Regions from separate parts of the Triticum aestivum genome. Here region 2 is linked to region 1. A link is a contact called in public HiCAR-type data. All regions are on one chromosome and are shown on one strand. Each heading gives the region's core, a stretch centred on a gene start, on an enhancer-like site or on the middle of the called end of the contact. The rest is flanking DNA. Distances are from core to core; before and after follow the strand shown.

Evidence for each region. HiCAR-type assays count read pairs that join an accessible place to other places.
Region 2: a contact with region 1 is called in a HiCAR-type map of leaf, with 7 times the contacts expected there. The contact joins the promoter of LOC123093309 here to the promoter of LOC123093308 in region 1. A contact is called at or near these places in 4 of 5 Hi-C or Micro-C datasets (leaf and an unstated tissue) and 1 of 1 datasets of contacts at active chromatin or transcription factors (leaf).

What each region holds. Positions count from the first base shown.
Region 1 is chr4B:568,871,039-568,874,479 of IWGSC CS RefSeq v2.1, forward strand. It overlaps LOC123093308 (50S ribosomal protein L18), which reads right to left and starts at 1,636. Exons shown (of 5, transcript XM_044515233.1): 1 at 1,356-1,636; 2 at 789-1,006; 3 at 572-678; 4 at 326-478; 5 at 1-211. The coding sequence starts at 906. The coding sequence ends at 56.
Region 2 is chr4B:569,181,132-569,184,572 of IWGSC CS RefSeq v2.1, forward strand. LOC123093309 (cyclic dof factor 1) reads left to right here and starts at 1,775. Exons shown (of 2, transcript XM_044515235.1): 1 at 1,775-2,178; 2 at 2,929-3,441. The coding sequence starts at 2,074.

The DNA.
Region 1 (3,441 bases), core at 386-2,885:
ATAGTCTGCTACGTTGAGCAGCTGGTGCAAGCCTCCCAAGGATCTCATAAGTTAGCTATCTGGGCAGGAACCCGTGCTGCGCGACCGGGTCCTCGAACGCCATCATCTTCTCCCCTCGAGCGAACCCGTTGCGGTCGTAGCACGAGACCTCGGAGATGTCCAGCTCCATGCACGCCTTCACCAGCTCTTCCCCGACCCTCCGAGCGGCCTCCTGCTCGCCAACAACAAACAGCTCAAGTTCAGGTGACGCACCGTGCAGGTATTTGCTTCAGATGCAAATGCAATGCGAGTTGGACCGAGGACGAAGAGGGGTGGTCTGGATTACCACGGTGCTGCATCGCGGATCGCCACAGATTTCCTCCTGCAGGGTGCTGGCATAGAAAAGGATCTTCTTGCCATGGTCGTCGACGAGCATGGCATAGAGCTGCCTGTTGGAGCAGAAGACCGACAGCCTGGGCTTGGCCGCCGTGCCATTGTACTGCAGCCAAAGAGAATTCCCTTCAGATTTGCTGGTGGTGTGTGGCTGGAACTTGGAACCCACAACCCAATCCTGAGGTGACCAGCACCGTACCTTTTTCTGCAGCCGGCGGTTCCTGACCTTGGCGTTCTCCTTCCGTGCGCCGTGCCTCGCCGTAGCCTCCATCCTCAGGTACGCTCCGCGCCGGTGTGCCACCACGCCTGCGCGCAGAAAGACAGAGAGGAAGGAGCACATGACACTGGCAGCTAGGCATGAGCCGGTGCATAAGGCACGAAGAGAAGCCGGAAGGCGTTCCGCGGGTGTCGCTCACCTGTGTGGCACGGACGAGGGAACTCAAAGCAATTAGGCCTGAACACCAGGGAGCCGGAGGTGGAGGGACACGGCAATAGTGGCCGGCAGAGGGTGGCGCCTAGCAATGCCATCGCCATAGCAGGAGGAGACCAGCTCGGCCACGGCAATTTGTCGAACAGGTCGCGCGCGAGGTGCCACGGCCCAGTCCCGCTAGCCGGTGGCCACAGGATTCACACCCTGTGGATTTTCAGAGTAGAAGAACAATTCAGTGCAAAACACCTAGTGGTGGCACCGGCACCCTGTGAATTTTCCTCTGATGAACACCGACAGAGTTAGCTAGTTCCTGTCAAGGAGTAGTAGAAAAACAAGCCCAGTGCAAACACATGGCATTTGACCAATGAACAGACACAAAATTCAGGCACACTGACTGGACTATGCGTTGAACTCAGAGTTGGGGGTTTCGATTGGTCACGATTCTAGACTCTAGAGTGAGCGTTTGTTTCTCATCAGACAGATTTTTTTTTCTCGAATAACCATCAGACAGAGACATGCCTAGTTGGAGTCTAAGGATTCATATCGAACTCACTTTGTTGGTCGCTGCGTCAGAGCTCCCGTCCTGCTGCAGCGCCGGGTGGCGGATGCCGCAGCCTGCCGGCCGCCGCGAGGTCCGAAGTCGCCGCCTCGCCGCGAGCTCCTGTCCCGCTATGCTGTCGACGAATCCGCCGCCGCGAGGCCACCGTCAGGAGGGCGTGTCGCTGCTTGCGCCGTCTCGCCGTCGGCCACCGCACGCTGCGCGCCTCATCCAAAATCCGGACTCCTCCAGGGTACGGGTTTTTTCTTTGAGAGAGAACTCCTCCAAGGTACGCGAAAAACAGAGCAACGTGCAACGTTTACAAGGCCCAACTGGGCTAAGAGCCTGAGACCACTTGGGCTCCAGGACTTGGAAGAAAAGGCCCATCAAGCCTACAGAGCGCACGAGAGAGGCCGCAGCCCTCCATCCAAAAAACGAAAAGAGAGAGTCTGGCCGCTAATCACGCCACCCACCAGCGGAAACCGCCAAAACCTTTTGCTTTCGGAGGAGCAAAAAAATCTAGCCGGTTTCCTCCGGTCTTATCTCGTAACCCTTGGATTTATCTGCGCTTCCACTTTTTCCATTTAATAAATATAATCTTTCATTCATCAAGAGAAAAAAAAAACTTTTCATTCAGACCGCTATGACTATGAGTGATCGACACCTGTTCTTTTCCTTACGTCCCCAGCATCACTTTCGACCCACCTGCGTCGGATCGGATTGACCTCTCCCCGCAGATGCTTGCACTGCAGCCCGGTGCTCCTGTCGTCACTTTCTCCTTTTCTTTTCCCCACGAGAGTGAAGAAAAGGAGGTAAAAAGATGCAGAAAGGGCCGACCAATGGGTCATCTGACGTGACCTCGCGCCACGGTACCAGCCATGCAGTTTCTCTGGCAGGTGGGCCCGTCCCGGGGCTCCGGGTGCACGTACGCGGACGTTGAAAACTCTCACGCCCTCTCGTTCTTCCACCTGTGATTGCTCGCAAGAAGAAAACGCCATTGCTGGATAATATTTTGTATTGGCGCTCCTACCACACATCCCTTCGTTTTCTCAAGATGATCTTGGATACTTCGTCTCTTCTGAAATTTTGGATCCAGGACCCAAGGTGTTGGTCAACGTTCGAAAATTATATACTCACTTCATTTCTAAATGTAAGTATTTTTTTAAAAAAAATTGCATGGTAATACGTGCCTTATTTATAGAATAGATATCAAGTTACAAGACATGTAAGCATCGATCTTATAGGACTAAAAGTCTTTTTAGAGATTTAATATGGACTACATATGAAGTAAAATGAGTGGATCTACATTCTAAAATAAGTATATATATATATATATATATATATATATATATATATTTATATTGAAATCTCAAAAAAGATTTATATTTAAAAACAAATGGATTAACATATACTCCCTCCGTCCCATGATATAAGACGTTATGTATTTGGATGTAGTAACGTCTTATATTATGGGACCGACTAAATATGTTTTTGCATCATTGCATGCAAATATAATGTAGTCTACACTAGCAGCTAGATCTGGAATATACCCCCTATTATTCTCCTTTTGCAAAAATAAAAATAAAATAAATCCCAAGGCAGCATGGGAATGGATTGAGCTTTCAAACATGCAGCACAATTGGCAGTATTATGGCTACCAGATTTTTTGACGAAACAATATGAGATACTACACCAGATCGATATTGATAATACTAATAAAGAGATACTCCCTTCGTTCCAAATTAGATGACTCAACTTTGTACTAACTTTAGTACAAAGTTAGTACAAAGTGTGGGTCATCTATTTTGAAACGGAGGGAGTAGCTTTGAACGAGCGCCGCTAGGATATGAGCACCCATGCCCCCACACGTGCGTGGGCCCGGCCCTCTCTAGTGTTCGGTATTTAGATTTGTTTGATTTGATAGATATGGCAGCTACTTTTCAACCACAAAAAAGATTCACTACAAAAAAGAGGGCGTAAAGTAAACAAGAGAACATCACCTCACCACACAATATTGTGTAGTAGTGAGATGATAAAAGCAGAGAGGCCATAGAGAACTTTCTAGAATAGATAACTCAGTGACATGTAGTCGTGTCTCTTG
Region 2 (3,441 bases), core at 525-3,024, 310 kb after region 1:
GTTTGAGAACCACAAAGTAACCATTCGGCATGAAGGTCCACACCATTCTCATGGTCTAAATATATGGATATACATTAACACTTGATATGGTAATAATGATAACGAAGTGACGATGAGATCTCATAATATTATCATAAGTTGGGTCTGTCCTACACCATTCTTCTGTTAACAATCTTCTTCCATTGTTTCTAGCATCCTTGTTACTTTGCAATACCCTGTGATAAGGAAAAGAGGATCAGCATGCAACACACGATCTAGTCTTAGAGGCGAGACGAGGGAACTATCCGGTGTTTATGTTTCCACACATGCAACTGAGTTTTCCTCCCAACTCATATTCAAGAGCCATTGCAATTATAACACAAAAATATAAACATTAATTACAAATGTGGAAATAATAATACTTTATTATTGCACCTAGGGAATATCTCCAAAAAGTAACTTGATAGGGTGTAGCAATCGCGACGTACACGTGTAAGAAAGGAGTTGCGGAGGTAGGCAAAATTTGTCCTCCACGAACCATGGTTTGGGAAATTCTTTGACTGAATGGGTTATTGTACTCTTCATCTCCTGGTGGCACGTTGATGTGCTCTAGGACATGCCGATTCGCCGAAATCGGCGACGGCACCCCTTCTCCAGATTGTTCTGTTCATCGAGCTACAACTGCTCTTGTTGGGCAGGCTGACTCCGTGTGCGACACAGTAGTTCTTCGTCCCATTTGAGAGCACACAACTACACCCACAACAGGGAAAATGAGTCGGAGAGAGTCCCATTAGTGTATCCACAATTCCTCCCGATCGGTAGATTCGGCGAGGCCGTGATGGTCGATGGGAAGGGTGGTGGTGGTAGTGGTTGATGGCAGTGGTGGAGAGGGGCCTGGACATCCATTCTGAATGGTGGGTTCTAGAGAGAGTAAATGCATAAGTTTGCTCGGTTCCTCAAATTTATGCAGAAGTTAGTTATTTTGGGGGGAGGAAGAATCTTTTGAGTAGTTATCGGAATTTAAGGAAAGGGCTAGAGATGTTTTAAGTTTGCCTTGTGAGCATCCTATAGTTCTAGGCCACACAACAAATATATGTGATTTCAAGTAAATGAACAACCATGGCATGACATAACTTTAAAAACGCCCTCAATCCAAACTGAATCTTAATGTGTAGGGTGTACCAACTTCTCTTTTTTTGCAGGAGGAAATGAGTTTTATTCCACAGTGATAGAGTTACAGTCAAGAGGCAATAGTTTCTCAGTAAAAGGTGCATGAATCTATGCTCCTCATCCATATAATGTAAAAAAAAACATGAACTCCTTGGTGATTATTACTAAGGGAAAAAGTTACCATGTGCTTATTTCTAATGCCAACCCAACTCATCTGCTAAAAGCTTGAAAAGGAGTCTTTTCAACATATTCGGACCGTTGGCACACACAAATTTCAAAACCCATTTCAAACAAGAAACGTACCTCATACCAAACCTCCCATAACGGTCGATCTATGCGCGAGCCTAAACCGTTTCGAAGCGCGCTCCGTATGGGGGGAAATGGCACGCCGATGCTGCCCAAAGAGGAGAGACCGAGGAAGAAGAAGAGACAGGTCATGTTTCACCCAGCAACAAGCAAGCACCAAGGCAGCCGAGGAGGGATGGAAAACAAGACGAATGCAGAGTGTGTTGTGCATGCAGCCTCAGCCAAGCGTTGGGTTGCCACGCAAGGGGTTGAGGGTGACGCCGGGGCAAAAGCGAGATGGTGGAGCGAATCAAAAACCGCACCCCTGAGGCCACAAACCCAACTTGTGGCTCTCTGCCCGCGCCCGTGGGCCCCACCCCCCTTTCTTCCTCCTTAAAACTGGACTATCCCCAATCCCATCCACCCTCAGCAGCTCCAGCAACCCGCGAGCCAAAAATCTCTCCTCCGATCGCGCCATACCTCGCCGCCTACTGCTCGTTGTCCGCGAGCGAGCGTAGCACGGTAGGGAGTAGCTGGCCTGGTCCAAGAAAAATCCAAACACAGAGCAGAGGAGCACACAGCCTCGAGGAAGGAAGAAACAGAGCGGCTTTGCTGCTTGGGAGGTGGCCGGCGAGAGAGATGGGGCAGCTCAGGGCGGCAGCGGGAGCCGGCGGAGACTGCCTGATCAAGCTGTTCGGGAAGACCATCCCCGTGCCGGACGCCGGCGCCGGAGACGTCCACAAGGTTGGTGCTCGTCCACTCCTCCTCCTCCTCCTCCTCCTCCTTTGTGTTCTTGTGTGTCGCTTGGAGGTCAGGTGATCTGGTCTGCCTATAGAATCTCGGGATTGGGAATTTTGATTGGTTTACTGAGCCTAGGAAAAAGAAGAAGTCATTTTTGAAGCCTGTTTTCTTTGGCTTTGGAGTTGATCATGGCGAGGAGTCGTATTTGGTTTACTCATCAGGTGTTAAAGCACGGAGTTCCCTGCCTATTTTGGGAGGTAGCATCATCTGTTAAGCGTTAGGGAGGCAGGTTTAGCTCCCATTAGCAAGAGAATTTCGCCTTTGCTGCTCTCTAATAGCAGCAGTTTTTAGTACTACATACATGATCTAGTTGTCTGAACATCTGGACTTTAGAAAGAAAGGCCTTTGCCTCTTTTAATAGGTCGTTTTCGCGTGCTTCCAAGGATTTTGCTGAAAGCAGCTACTACTATGTGGTGCCGTAACCTACAAGAGCATCAGATGCATCCGACTCTGGTGTAGATCATCCACTGCAAATTAAAGCACCATAGCTTCTTTTCACTAACGGATGAGAATCGAAACATGAATAAACTTTGTCAAATTTTACACTTGGGCATGGGGGAAAGCATGTGCAGTCACAGGTCAATGACCCGGATATTACACCGTGTGTGTGGACCTCTAATTCACGACAAAATTATTGCAAAGTTAGACTACATGTATACAAAGAAACTCATCAGATGTTCTGAATGTTTACAGGACCTTCAGCACAGAGGCAGCACCACGGCTGAACCAAAGGTGCAAGAAATCGCCCCTCAGGACTCCATGGGCTCGCCTCAGCAGCCGGAGGTTGTGGACGTCGAGGATCCATCTGCTGCCAAGAACTCAGCAGCAGATCAACAAGACGAAGAACAGGGGGACACGGCCAACCAGAAGGAGAAGCTCAAGAAGCCTGACAAGATCCTGCCCTGCCCACGCTGTAGCAGCATGGACACCAAGTTCTGCTACTACAACAACTACAACATCAACCAGCCGCGCCACTTCTGCAAGAACTGCCAGAGGTACTGGACGGCCGGAGGCGCCATGCGCAACGTGCCCGTCGGCGCAGGCCGCCGCAAGAGCAAGAGCATATCGGCCGCCTCCCACTTCCTTCAGAGGATAAGGGCCGCTCTGCCCGGTGATCCTCTCTGCACCCCAGTCAACACCAATGGCACGGTGCTCAGCTTCGGCTCCAATGCGTCCACCTTAGACGTCTCAGAACAGATGAAGCAC